Linked DNA regions of Sus scrofa: all the other regions are linked to region 2. The links are chromatin contacts, called in public Hi-C and promoter capture Hi-C maps. All regions are on one chromosome and are shown on one strand. The core of a region is the stretch at or near the end of the contact, and the rest is flanking DNA. Distances in the headings are between cores, read along the strand shown.

Region 1 (4,228 bases), core at 953-3,452, 130 kb before region 2:
CTTTGAACTTGAAGAACTCTGGTAGGGGGGAGGGGAAGGAAAGGAATTAATTGCCTTCAGTAATAATAATAACAATAAAACATTCGCACAGTTCTGCTCACTGAGGGTCCGAGGAGGGTGGGGAGCTTCATTGACAGCCCCTCTAAGTGTTATGGTATATATGGCAGCTCTGGAATCACATAGCCCTGGGCTTGGATCCCTTGAATTCCACATTCTAGCTGTGGACCTTAGGCAAGTCACTTGACCTCTCTGAACCCCATTCTCCACGTCAGTAAAATAGAGATTACAGTACCCATTCTATGGGCAATAGGAGTATTGAAAAAAAGCACAAACCCATCACACAACTAACATGCCTGGGAGTTCCCATCGTAGCTCAGTGGCAACAAACCCGACTCGTATCCATGAGGATTCGGGTTCGATCCCTGGCCTCACTCAGTAGGTTAAGGATCCAGGGTTGCTGTGCGCTGTGATGTAGGTCAAAGTCTCGCCTTGGATCCCACGTTGCTGTGGCTGTGGTGTAGACTGGCAGCTACGGCTCTGATTAGACCCCTAGCCTGGGAACCTCCATATGCCAAGGGTGGGGCCATTAAAAATCAAGAAAATAACGAGGATAATGATGACAGTGATGACAACAGATGCCTTTGCATTTGGCAAACATGCTCCATGCTTTCAATACGTCACTGGATTCTCAGCCCAACTCCATGATACAAGTTGAACCTGCCCATTTTCCAGATGAGGAGACTGAGGTTCTGAGCTAGGAAGTGATCTGCCCGAAGTCACACAGCCGGGAGGGGAAGCATGTATATTGTGCGTGTGTGATGTGTGTGTAGGGGGTGGGGAGGGGGTGTTTGAACAAGGCTCTGGGCCCCTGTGGGGAGGATGAACTGAGATGGGGCTTGCGGGGAGCGTGAGGGTCCCACTCCCTGCGGTTTTCTCCTTCCTGTCAGCTGAGTCCAAGGTCGGGACTCAGGCAGCCGTGCTCGGGTGATACCATCTCCTCATTTCCGCAGGGGTGCCTGTCTGTCCCCTCCCCTGTGTCCCCAGCTGTGGGACTGCCTCTCCTCACAGCCACCACCATCTGACTGACTTCACTACAGCCCCCAGATAAGCAAAAAGGAAAAACTGTGTTTTCCACTTCCTTGGCCAGTTCGGCCTCCTTGGGAACTGGCAACCGCGTTGGAACGTAGGATGCCCCCTTTTGACTGGAGAGGAAACTGAGGCCCAGAGAGGGGAAGGGACTTGCCCAGGGTCACAAAGCAAGGCTGAGCCTGGACATGGGCCCAGGGCTCCGGACTGCCGGGGCCAGTGCTCTGGGGCTTTCCTTCCCGTCCTGCCCACCCTCCCCTTGGTCTTAGCCTCCGCTTCCCGACAAGCTGTCAGAAAACGCTGATGCTCTGATCTCAGAAAGCTACGCCGGGGGCAGAAACCGTGCCAATGACAGCCCAGTGCCTCCTTTCTCAGCACCGCTTGTTTTGTCTCTTGGACACTGATGGGACCAGCAGATCACCAACCTGGGGAAGCAGAGTGATGGGGGGAGCGGAGTGAGGTGCTCGGGGTCCCAGCATCCCTGCAGGTGGGGACATGGGACAGTATCCCATGGCACGCCCTCTCGCCAAACTCAGCCCCAGCCACCCCCAACCTGAGACCCCCACGTGAACCAGCCCCAGAGGCAGGGGACCGAGTGCCTGCAGGTCCCTGGTCCAACCCTGAGGTCACAGGGACCCAGAGGAGGCACAGGCGCAAGGAGAGACTGCGAGACTGCGGGTGGGGAGAGACAGAGAAAGCAAGTTGGGCAGAGACCGGCGAGGGAAGACCGGAGATGGAGAAGCCAAACCAGCGGGAGAGAGTGGACCAGAGTGATGGAGAGATGGCCATATGGAAACCCAGAAGCAGAGGCCTCTGGAGAGAGACAGATGGACAGAAAGAGAAAGAGAAACAAGGCAGAGGGATGAAGAAACAGATGCAGAGAGGCTGCGGTGGACGGACAGACGGAGGATGAAAGACCGCCCGAACAGCACCCCGCACTCACTGAACTTCTTGCTGGCCTTCTTGGTCCCCTCTGTCATCTTGGCAAGTCGCGCAAAGCCCCTGGCCGGAAGGCAAGTGGCCCCTGGAAGCTCTGGACATCAATGCTGAAGCTGAGATGCCTCCCTCACCTCCCCTTCCCCTTTCTCGCGCCCTCTCACTCGCTTCCTCTGTATATTTTTAAAACAGCGAAACTCCCACAGCCCCACCCTCCTCGTCCTCTCCACAGGGGGCGGAGGCAGGGGCCTCCCCCAGTCCCCAGTGGGCCTCCTCCTTCGCCTCGCCAGCGGGGATGCAGGGGGCAGACCACAAGCGCATGGGATCAGAAAGGTCTGGGAAATAAACCACAGGCTCTGGGAAAGGAGCCCACTGGGCTGGGGGGCTCTGGGGACCTGCCAACAGCTGTCAGGGGGTCTGGCCAGCAGGCTGGGAGGGTGCAGGGGAGTTTATTCTAAGCCTCAGTGCTGGGGGACGCCCTGGCAGTGGTGGCTGGGAGAGTGCTGTGGTTTGGCTGATAGGCTCTGGGACCCAGACCCAGATTCAAGTCTTGGCTGGCCACTGTGTCGCCGTGTCATCCTAGACCAGGAAGCTCATCACCCCAAGCCTCGGTTTCCTCTCTGTGAGTGGGGCAACGGGTTGCCATGTCCACCTCTCAGGGCCTGGGGCTTGTTCTAAAGCCTGGCCCAGAATCACTGCCCACCAAGGCACAGTCACTCCTTTTCAAGCTAGCAGGGATGTGGCCATAATTTGGTCCAGCACACCCATTGCACAGAGATGGGAAAACTGAGGCACAGACAGGGAGAAGATTTGGCTCAGGTCGTATAGTAGGTTGGTGGCCCAGACCAGGCTACAACTGGCCCTTCCAGGCCTCTTAGCCCACTGCCAGGTGCTTTTCCACCTTATAACCAACGTGTGCGTGTGTGTGTGTGTGTGTGTGTGTGTGTGTCTAGGTACACTCATGGGCAGGACAGCGATGAGGAAGTGAAACCTCCCCTGCACAGGTTGTTCCTGACACCTGTAGAGGTTTCCAGCAGCTGCTGGGTTGGGGGCGGGGGAGCTGAAGAACCAGGAGCTTCCAATCCTGATCTGAGTGCTGTGGACAAGTCACTTCTGCCTCTGAAGCCTCAGGCACGTAGTCTCCAGCACGGGCGTGAGTGCAAGGCACACAGTGAGCTGCGGGGGCTCCAGCAGGTTTACGCTGGACGTTTTTACACTGGTCCCAGGGCTGGCAAGTGGGACTGTGAGAGGGGAAGTCCAAGGTCAGATGGGGCCCCTTCTGCATCCTCCGTAACAATAACGACTGTTAACAACGACCGATCCCCGACTACCCGCCAGGCAGAGGGCTCCATCCTTGGGCCCTAAACGGCAAACGTTCCTTCTTTTTGTCCTCACTCTACAGATGCGGACAAGGAGACCCCCCAAAAGTCAGGTTACCTGGAACTGGGTCCTGCTTGTCCAGCTGTGGAGCCCAGGATCCCAACTCCCACACTCACAGCTCCCGCCACCCTCTGGCACCTGGATGAGCCATCTGGGGGTGGGGGAGGGGAGGACCACTGGACCTTCTCCACGGAAAGAAGGGGAACCTGAGCCCCCAGAAGGGAAAGGGACACAGACAGAGGCAGCACCCAGGCCTGGATGGGACAAGTGTTCCAAGTTCAGATGAAAGCGGGGGAGTCTTGGGACCACAGGCTTGGGAGGACGAGGGGATACAACTCCAGCTCCTTCTACGGAGCACTTGACCATGAGCCGGGCATGAGCTGGAAGCCTCCGCGAAACCCTTACAACAGACCTGTGGCTTCCCATTTCACAGATGAGGAAACTGAGGCTCGAGAGGGGCAGAGACTGGACAGACAGATACCTAGATGTTCTAACTTCCAGACCAGTACCCCTGCCCGCCTCTGGGGTGTTATCAGAGGAGGGAGAGGGAGGGGCCCGTGGCCTGGTGGCAGCAGGGGAGTCTTGGGGTGGGAGGTGGAGCGTGGGTCCCCCAGCTTCCCTCCCAGGAGGCAGCTGCAGTGATTTGGGCTAACCGCTAAGGCTATGGCATCACTTCCCAGCCAGGGCCACCCCCACGTGCTGTGTGATCCTCCCTAAGGGATGTCACCTCTCTGAGTCTCGCTTTCCCCACCTGTGAAATGGGGTCACAGTAGCCCCTGCTTCCTGGGATGGCTGGGAAGACCAAAGAAGGAGATATGTTGGCCCA
Region 2 (4,293 bases), core at 427-2,926:
CCTGCCCAAGGCACAGGTCCCTCTGCACCCCTCAGAAACTACCTAGCAGCCTGCCCAAGGCACAGGTCCCTCTGCACCCCTCAGAAACTACCTAGCAGCCAGCTGGGGCTTTTTGAAAATTAGAGGCAAGGGAGTTCCCGTTGTGGTGGAGCGGAAATGACTCTGGCTAGTATCCATGAGGATGCGGGTTCGATCCCTGGCCACACTTAGTGGGTTAAGGATCCAGCGTTGCCGTGAGCTGTGGTGGAGTTCGCAGACACAGCTGGGATCTGAGTTGCTGAGGCTGTGGCACAGGCCGGCCACTGGAGCCCCAATACGACCCTTAACCTGGGAACTTCCATATGCCGTGGGTGAGGCCCTAAAAAGCCAAAAAAAAAAAAAAAAAAAAAAAAAAAAAGAAGAAAAGAAAAAGAGAGAAAATTAGAGGTAAAAAAAGCAGCCCCCATCACTTCCTGCCAGAGACCCACCCTTTTCTGCCCACAAGCCACTTCAGTTTCTAAAAATAAATCTGCAGGCCAGCTGCATGGAGGAAGGGGGTTCAGCCCCTGAGGCCCCAGGCTGTGCCTGACACCTGGTCCCCTGCCCACAGGGGACCCAGAGGCCTTGATTCAGGCAGCTGTGGCTGACTCCTCACAACAGCCAGGGCTTTCTCCAGGGGCTGCTGAGTAAAGTCAAGGGCAGCTACACTGAACTTTCCCAACATATCCCCTCCCAGGCAGATGCTCACCTGGGTGACCTTGGGGACACTCACAGGAGGCAGTGTATTATCTGTATTTTACAGCAAAGAGGAGCAAGGCACTGAAATCAGAGAGAGAATGCCACTTGCCTGGGCCACACAGCCTGCCTGATCAGGGACGGACTTTGAGGCCAGCCTGCCCTTCTCCTCTGAGCCGCGGAGTCAGAAGGGACAGTCAGTTCTGGGGTGGGAGGGGCTTCTGAGGCTGCTGTGCCAGAAGCCACCTCTGAGTCCCCTGTGAGCCTTCCCCCTTCCTTCACTTACTGGAGGCTTCATGCTGTCGCTGCTACTCAGCAGGCTGGTGGCTGCTGCCTCCAGGGATCAGGCCGGGAAGGGACCGGAGCCGGGGACCTGCCAAGAGCCAGAACCTCAGAGTTGGGTCCCAGGCCTCTGAGGAAACTGGCCAGAGAAACTGAGGCAGGAGAGGGTACAGGCCAGAGTCAAGGCAGATGGCTTCTGGGAATCAAATGCCTTAAAGTCCCCAAACACGGGGAAGCAGTGTCCCCATCCTAAAGGAGCTAGAATCGGTGACCCTTGGGAAGTCCCTGCCAACCCAGGCGCCATCGTGCAGATGGAGAAGGAGGCGGACACGGGGAGACCTCGGTTCAAGGTCACCCACGGAGTCTGGGTCAGAGAGAACCAGGAGCCTGGAGCCCCGACTCCCATCGCATCGTTCCTATTTCACCAACGGAGAGGCCTGGGGCGGGACAGGACGAGGGATTCCCACCCCACTCCCAGATTCCACCGCCCCTCTCCCCGGCCGGGCGCGAACCTGGAGGGCGGCTTGGGACGGGCCGGCTGCTCCCGATCCGCTGCTCGGAGCTCCATGGCCCGTGAGCCGGACTGCCGGACTGGAAGCCGGAGCCCCGGGGCGGAGGCGGCGCGGCGCGGCAGCTTCTGGAGGCTGGAAGCCGAACCAGCACCGCCGCCGGGGCGGGGCTTGCGGGGACGGGGCGGAGACAGGCGCGCTAGGGGCGGGGCGAGGGACGTGAGCCGCGGCGGCGCCGAGGCGGCCAGGACCCGGGACCCCGCCTCAGCCGCGGGGGGCGGAGTCTGACCTCCCGCATCTCCCCTCTTCCGCGCTCCCGCGCTTCGCCCAACCTCCTACGGGGGATGGGAGTAGGTGGGGCGCAGAGGGAAAAAACAGCCTGGAGGGTGTCGGAACCTCTGCCCCGGTTCTCCGGCCACCGGACTGGAGTTTCTTCTCCATTTCGGAAGCCGGCGAGGGTAGGGTGGGGGTTAAGCGGGGTTTTAGGGTCAGGCGGCCCCGGGTATCAAGATAGTAGGGTTGCCAGATTTAGGAGGTAAGATAGAAGATGCTCACTTATATTGGAATTTCAGAAACAGCCAATGCCCATAATTATATGAAAAAAATCTGAAATCTCACCGTAACTGGGCGCCCTGTGTTTTCTCTGGCAGCCTTACCTGCACCACCTCTGACGGCGTGACCTTCACCTTGAAACTGACAGTATTAAGGGCCTGAACCTAGCCAGAACACAGGTTGGGACTTGAACCCACGTGCACCAGGGGACTCGAACCCAGCCTGAACCTAGACTGGGACTTGAACCCAAGGTTTTGGGGTTTTTTTTTTTTGGTCTTTTTGACATTTCTTAGGCCGCTCCTGCGGCATATGGAGGTTCCCAGGCTAGGTAGGGGTCTAATCGGAGCTGTAGCTGCCAGCCTACGCCAGAGCCCCAGCAACGCGGGATCCGAGCCGCGTCTGCGACCTACACCACAGCTCACCGGCAGTGCCAGATCGTCAACCCACTGAGTAAGCGCAGGGGTCGAACCTGCAACCTCATGTAAACCCACGGTTTTAAATTAGAATCCCTCATTCTGTGTCTGGACTCACTGAGGCTGAGAAGGAATTCAACCTCAAGGTTGAAAGAACTCAGCCAGAGACAAAGTGATAGGCAAGAAATAGATTTATTAGGATAGGACGCTTGGGAGAGATGGAAGCTCTGCCTCCAGGATCTGGTGCTTTTATCATCCAAGGGGAGTTGGGGTTGGAAAAGCCCGCCTCTTCCTTTCTGGAAGTAGTAGCTCCTCCTTAGTAAGGTGTGGATTCAAATCCGCAGAAGGGTGGTCTTCAAATTCTTGCCCTTGGTCTGAATATGCCTGCAGGCCTCATCCCATCCCCCACCCAACGACCTGAGGCCGTTCTCAAGGCTCCACTCATGCAGCAAAGCTGCCTTGTTCCGATAGCTTTTGTGAGCAATTGATTTACTTACAGCGATCTCCCCTAAGTTTCCCTCATTATCCGTGGTCCTTTATTGGGATTTCTAAAAATACCTGTGTTCACCCCATCCCTATCAACATGAGCGTCAGTTTCTCCCCTCTGTGCAGTGGGGATGATAATAGCGCACACATCCCAATGAGACAGTGCAGGGGGGACACATGGCAGAGCCAAGATCCAAACCCTGGGCCGTCTCACTTTGGAGCCAGGGCTCTGACCACTTACTTTTCACTTCTCAAACGCCTGTGTTTTGTGGCAGGGCCCAGTGGTAAGACCAGGTGAGAATCCCACGACTGGGGAATACACAGAACAGAGCCAGTATTTGATTTACTTATTTGTTTTGCTTTTCCAGGCCACACCCTCGGCATATGGAGGTTCCCAGGCTAGGGGTTAAATCAGAGCTGCAGCTGCCGGCTTACACCACAGCCACAGCCACCGGGGATCCAAGCCTCATCTGCGACCTACACCACAGCTCACGGCAATGCCAGATCCTTAACCCACTGAGCGAGGCCAGGGGTCTAACTGGCGTCCTCATGGTTCCTAGTCAGGTTCATTACCAAGGCACCGCGGCAGGAACTCCCTGCAGTATTTAATTTACGAGTCACTTGGTTTACTGCACACAATTAGTGTACAACACACATGAGTCAAAGTAAGAACAATAGAAAAGGGGATTTAAAAAAACACTCCAAGTAGTTTGGGAAGGTGGCGTCTCAGCACACGTGAGCATTGGGCTCTGGTTCAGCTGACTGGGACTCATGACAAAGGTGAGTGGGAAGGAAAGACACACTTGCTTCTGCTCCAACAGAGCATCCGTGTGGAAGAGCTCTCGGCAGCGTGGAGTCTTCCAACAAAGATCTTCAAGTAGCTCAGCTCTGCGATCTCATTTTAAGGGAATCTGCCTGTAGGGTATAACCTGATGCCCCCAAGGGATCTCATCTCTATCTGTCACTCTTTCTTCACCAGTAAAGTCTTTCCTGGGAAGCAATCCCTTATCTAAGGCAACACTCTTCATTTATGACCCTCAGAAAACGCACAGTCCTGTATTGGACCGTTCACAACAACCAATATGGAAGTTCCCATTGGCCACTGGGACTCCATCTTTGAATTGCTAAGCTTAAATCCGATGAGTTTCACATAAGATGAGTAAGAATCATAGCACCAAAGAAATCATGGCATAACAGCCCCCTTTTCAAAGTGTCCTCCAATTCAAAGCCAGCTCAGTGTAGGGTCCCTGCAGGTGCTGAAATGTGTCCCATTTGAAGGCTCACATGGATCCCTCAGGAATTTAAGACTCAAGTGTGTTCTAGGGCCAGAAAGGTTT
Region 3 (4,033 bases), core at 536-3,035, 160 kb before region 2:
GACTTCTTCCCAAGGCAAGAACTAATCTCCTTCCCAAGAAGACAGGTCTCCCAGAGAGCCCCAATCCCTTAATGAGACTGAGGGTGAAACTGTGGCCCAGAGAGGGGTAGAGACTTGCCCAAACTCGCACAGCAAGTTAGCAGGAGAACAGGGACTCAGACCCAGGCCTCACACCTGCCTGTTCAAGGCTCCTTCCCTGAAATCTACTGCTTTCAAGAAAAGGGATAGGCTCCTTCCTGCTTCCTGAACCTGCCCAACAGCGTTGACAGCTGAAACAGATCAGCCTGGAAGGTACCTTGCATTCAACAGCATCAAGAGTGATGTGAGCTAATATTTCCTGGGGGCTTACTCAAATTGAGGCTAAGTGCTTTACAGAGAGAGGATAATGCAGACAGACTGGCAAAGGTAAATGTTCAATAAAAAATACCTGCGAATCTGTAATGTCCCACACAACAACCCTAGCAGGTAGGTGCCATGACTGCTCCCCAGGAATTAAACCGAGAACTCCCTGCCAGATGGCACCATCCCAAGCTCTGTTCAGGATGGGTCCTGAGAGCTGAGGCTTCACCTGGCTGTGTGGCCTGGAGCGAGTAAGGGATTCCCCTCTCTGGGCTCAGGTCTCCCTCCCTTGGGTCTGGCACCCCACAGGACAATGGTCTAGGACGCCACCAGCCTACCTTGTAGCGCTCCATGTGGCTGGGGTGGGGGAAGTGGATGACGGGGGAAAAGTGATGCACATGGGGGCTGCGGAGGCCACCCCGGAAGAGGTAGTGTGCCAGCAGGGAGCTGACATAGGACTTGCCGTGCCCGTCCAGCCATGCAGAGAGAGGACCAGCGGCTTGGTGGGGGCTGGGTCCTGCACGAAAGCCTTCAGTGCCTTCACCACCAGCGCCCTGGCCAAGTGCTGGCCCGCCAGGTGCTGGGCCAGGTCACACTCCAGACCTAGGACCACAAGAAGGACAGTATCAGAGCTGAGGACACACGCCCACCACGGAAGAGGTTCAGGAGGCAAACCACGTCTGGAACCTGGTCTAAGGATCCGCGTGTTCTGGGACAGTTTTACGAGCGGTCTGCGGAAAGGGAGAGTGGCCCTTGGATTCTCTGGTCATAGGAGCGACCCTCAGGCCTGACTCAGCTCGGCAGCGCCCCCATCAGGTGGCCCTCTGGATTGCGTTCGGACCTAAGGGGGTGCGAGCTGTCAAGAGAATCGCCTCCAAATCCCTGCCCATCTCCAAGGCAGGCTTCTCCCTTGACAGCCAGTCCAGTGTGGAGGCATAAACGCCCCCCACCCCTGCCAAGGCCCAGCTGTCAAAAGACCCTCTCCATCCTGGCAGGACTGTGCCTAGACCCCAGATAGGCATCCCCAAACCCTTGTCCCAAGCCCCGTGCCCTAAGCTCCCAGGGTCCCTCAACGTCAGGCCCACTTCCGGCCTTGGCCGCCCGTAAGTTTGGGGGTCCTGCCCCCCGTTCTCTCCTCCAGGTCCGGCCCCGGAGCAACCCTGGGTTCCGAGAGCTCCCCGGTCTACCAGCTCCCCCAGTTCAGGCTCCCGAGGCTCCTCACCCTGGAAGTCTGGCCGGAAGTCACATTCACAGAAGGTGCCGAAGTTGCAGCGCAGCGATGTCAGGTCCCAGGAGGCGGCCGCGGCCGAGACCAGCCCAAGCAGCCCGAGGAGCGAACTCCAGAGGCTGCAGCCGCACGTCGCAGCCGCCATCCGGGTGAGGCCGGAGCTGGGTCTGAGGCCGCCAACTGCCTCGTTCGAGAACTACAACTCCCGACGTGCATCGCTCTGCGGCAGCCACCGTCTGTAGCCTACAACTCCCGACTCCCCTCTCTCCCCTCTCAAAGGCCCGCCCCTTGGTCGTCCCGCTGCAGGACCGGAAGATGATCTACAGGGGGAGCCCGCGAACCGTCCAATCCAGGACTGCGGCTGCGTTTCCATGGCTACGGTAACTAGGGGGACCATCACAGTAGCTCCGAAAGAATAATAAATAAAGGATTATGACCACAAAGGGTGACGTAACAATTGTAGCAAAAACTTGTGGGGGCACTTTACACCTTGCAAAGCGCCCTTTCCGTGCTCTTTTTTCTCTTTTATATGATAAAAGAGCGCTGATAGATTTTGGTGAACACCTACTATGTGCATTAGTGTGAGGCGCCTTATATATCTTGTGATAACCGTACCTGTCACACAGAGGAATGGTGATATTTCAAGGAGGTACAGGCACATAAAGTGTGTTGGCTCACAAAGCAATCAATAGATGACCATTGACAATCCATTATGAAACATGGCTGTCCCTTATGTAGCAGCTGCTATGTGCTTTAACATCAAGCAAAAGGGATCAGATCTGTTATTGTCCCCATTTACTGAGAAGGAAATTGGGACCCAAGAGGTTAAGCCCCTTATCCAAGGCCACCTGGCTAGTGAACAATAGAACAGAACCCAAATCTGGCTGCTGCCAAAGATCTAACACACCGTCACCCATCCTCTCTTGGTCAAAGGCAACGGATCTTGGACAATTCAAATTCAGTCAATAGGCTCCCCAGGCCTCTAGTCTGGCCTGGCATCATGTGGATCTACATTGCCTACCTCCCCAACCCATGAAATCAAGACAACTGCTTTCGTGGCTCTCCTCAAAGATTCCCTGCCCCATCTACCCTTTGTGGTCATAATCCTTTATTTATTATTCTTTCAGAGCTACTGTAATGGTACACACACACACACGCACACGCACACACACATATGCATGCACGCACACAGCACGCAGCAAGGATTTCTGTGGCCACGTTTCAAAACCTGAAAAGAAATTAGTGGTTCCCACTTTTGGGAGCAGAAAAGGAAAGAACTCCAGGTCAGGATGCCCAGATTCCAGCCTTTCTCATTCTGAGGCTGGAACCAAGGGCAAGTCCCTTCTCCCTCCAGTTCTCGATCTCCCTAGGGGAGCTGGAGTCTTAGATTTCAAAAAGCCCTTCCACTTCAAGTATCTGGGATCCTTGGCTGTACCTTTGTGCAGAAGCTTTGCTATGGCTTCTGGAGGAAGGGAATGGGGTGGGGGAGGGGACGGGGGGCAGGATTTCTCTGTTTGGAATTAGTTACCTTCCCTACTGGCCTGTGGGCTCCTCCAGGACAGGAGCTGGGTTTTAGTATTGCCTGTAACTCTGGCTCTGGGTACAATCTGGAATGTTTCAGGTGCTAAATAAGTGTTTGTTGAATGAATTTTTCCACCTTTCACGTGAGAAAAGATGGTTCCTTCCACCCCAGGGCCCCCTGAGAGATAGAAGAAAGTCATAAAAGTTTATTATATGAAAGAAAGAACGTGGTTTCTGTACATCTATTTACATAACAGACAGATGTATTTACAGCCAGAGGGAGGCCTGGGTGTCCGTGGGGGACAGATGCCTGGAGAAGCAGGAGGAGGCGTGAGAAGCCTCCCGCCGCTCAAACACAGGGCACCTCAGCGGGAAGTGGAGAAGCCGAAGCTGGAGGAAGAACCAGGCATTCCAGTTCTTCCTGAAGGGAAGCTCGGTGAATGAGTAGCAGGTGGGATGGAGCCCAGAGTCCACGTAAGACCCTGGCGGTACGAGGGAGATCCTGGGTTGAACCCAGAACATTCTCAGGCTGATCACAGTGTCCCTGGGGTGCTCTGGGGAGAGGTCTGTGCCCTTCTGGCCCCATTGCTGCCCGCAGCTGCAGAGGGGAAGGGTCCATGGCGGGGGTGTCACAGCTCGCTGGAGCGGACGGCAGGTTCCAGCTTGTGTGACAGGGCAGTGAGGACCTTGTCAAACTTCTCGTAGCGCCGGGCCTGGCTGCTGCTGGCACCCTGGCTGCCCCAGAGGAGGCGCATCTGGAACTCCGTGCTGAAGACCTCGAGGAGCTCCGGCCGGGCCTGGAACCCTGCAGGGTGGGGCACAGGGGTCAGGGGACTGCTGTCCAGCTGGGGCGGCTGGGGCTCCTGCTCAGAGCCATCACCTCCCTTGGGGCCCCATTCCAAGGGACCTCCCCCCACCTCTGCCAGGGACCCAACAAGGTTAGTT

What was found. Promoter capture Hi-C pulls out the DNA fragments that hold promoters and counts their contacts. Hi-C and Micro-C count contacts between places; a contact is called where the count stands out from the background.
Region 1: a promoter capture Hi-C map of liver shows a contact between it and region 2, with 4 times the contacts expected there. The contact joins the promoter of SH2D3C here to the promoter of ST6GALNAC4 in region 2. A contact is called at or near these places in 5 of 5 promoter capture datasets (fetal liver, fetal skeletal muscle, liver and 1 more), 4 of 47 Hi-C or Micro-C datasets (blood, embryonic fibroblasts and heart right ventricle) and 2 of 2 datasets of contacts at active chromatin or transcription factors (alveolar macrophages and skeletal muscle).
Region 3: a contact with region 2 is called in a Hi-C map of liver, with 3 times the contacts expected there. The contact joins the promoter of TOR2A here to the promoter of ST6GALNAC4 in region 2. A contact is called at or near these places in 2 of 5 promoter capture datasets (fetal skeletal muscle and liver), 19 of 47 Hi-C or Micro-C datasets (alveolar macrophages, blood, brain and 11 more) and 1 of 2 datasets of contacts at active chromatin or transcription factors (skeletal muscle).

What each region holds. Positions count from the first base shown.
Region 1 is chr1:268,268,193-268,272,420 of Sscrofa11.1, forward strand. SH2D3C (SH2 domain-containing protein 3C) reads right to left here and starts at 2,203. Exons shown (of 13, transcript XM_021069362.1): 1 at 2,030-2,203; 2 at 1-18. The coding sequence starts at 2,066.
Region 2 is chr1:268,400,773-268,405,065 of Sscrofa11.1, forward strand. ST6GALNAC4 (ST6 N-acetylgalactosaminide alpha-2,6-sialyltransferase 4) reads right to left here and starts at 1,677. Exons shown (of 6, transcript NM_213784.1): 1 at 1,509-1,677; 2 at 1,001-1,087. The coding sequence starts at 1,012.
Region 3 is chr1:268,235,693-268,239,725 of Sscrofa11.1, forward strand. TOR2A (prosalusin) reads right to left here and starts at 1,786. Exons shown (of 6, transcript XM_021069354.1): 1 at 1,562-1,786; 2 at 808-942; 3 at 678-805. The coding sequence starts at 1,712. SH2D3C (SH2 domain-containing protein 3C) reads right to left here. Exons shown (of 13, transcript XM_021069362.1): 13 at 3,275-3,893. The coding sequence ends at 3,718.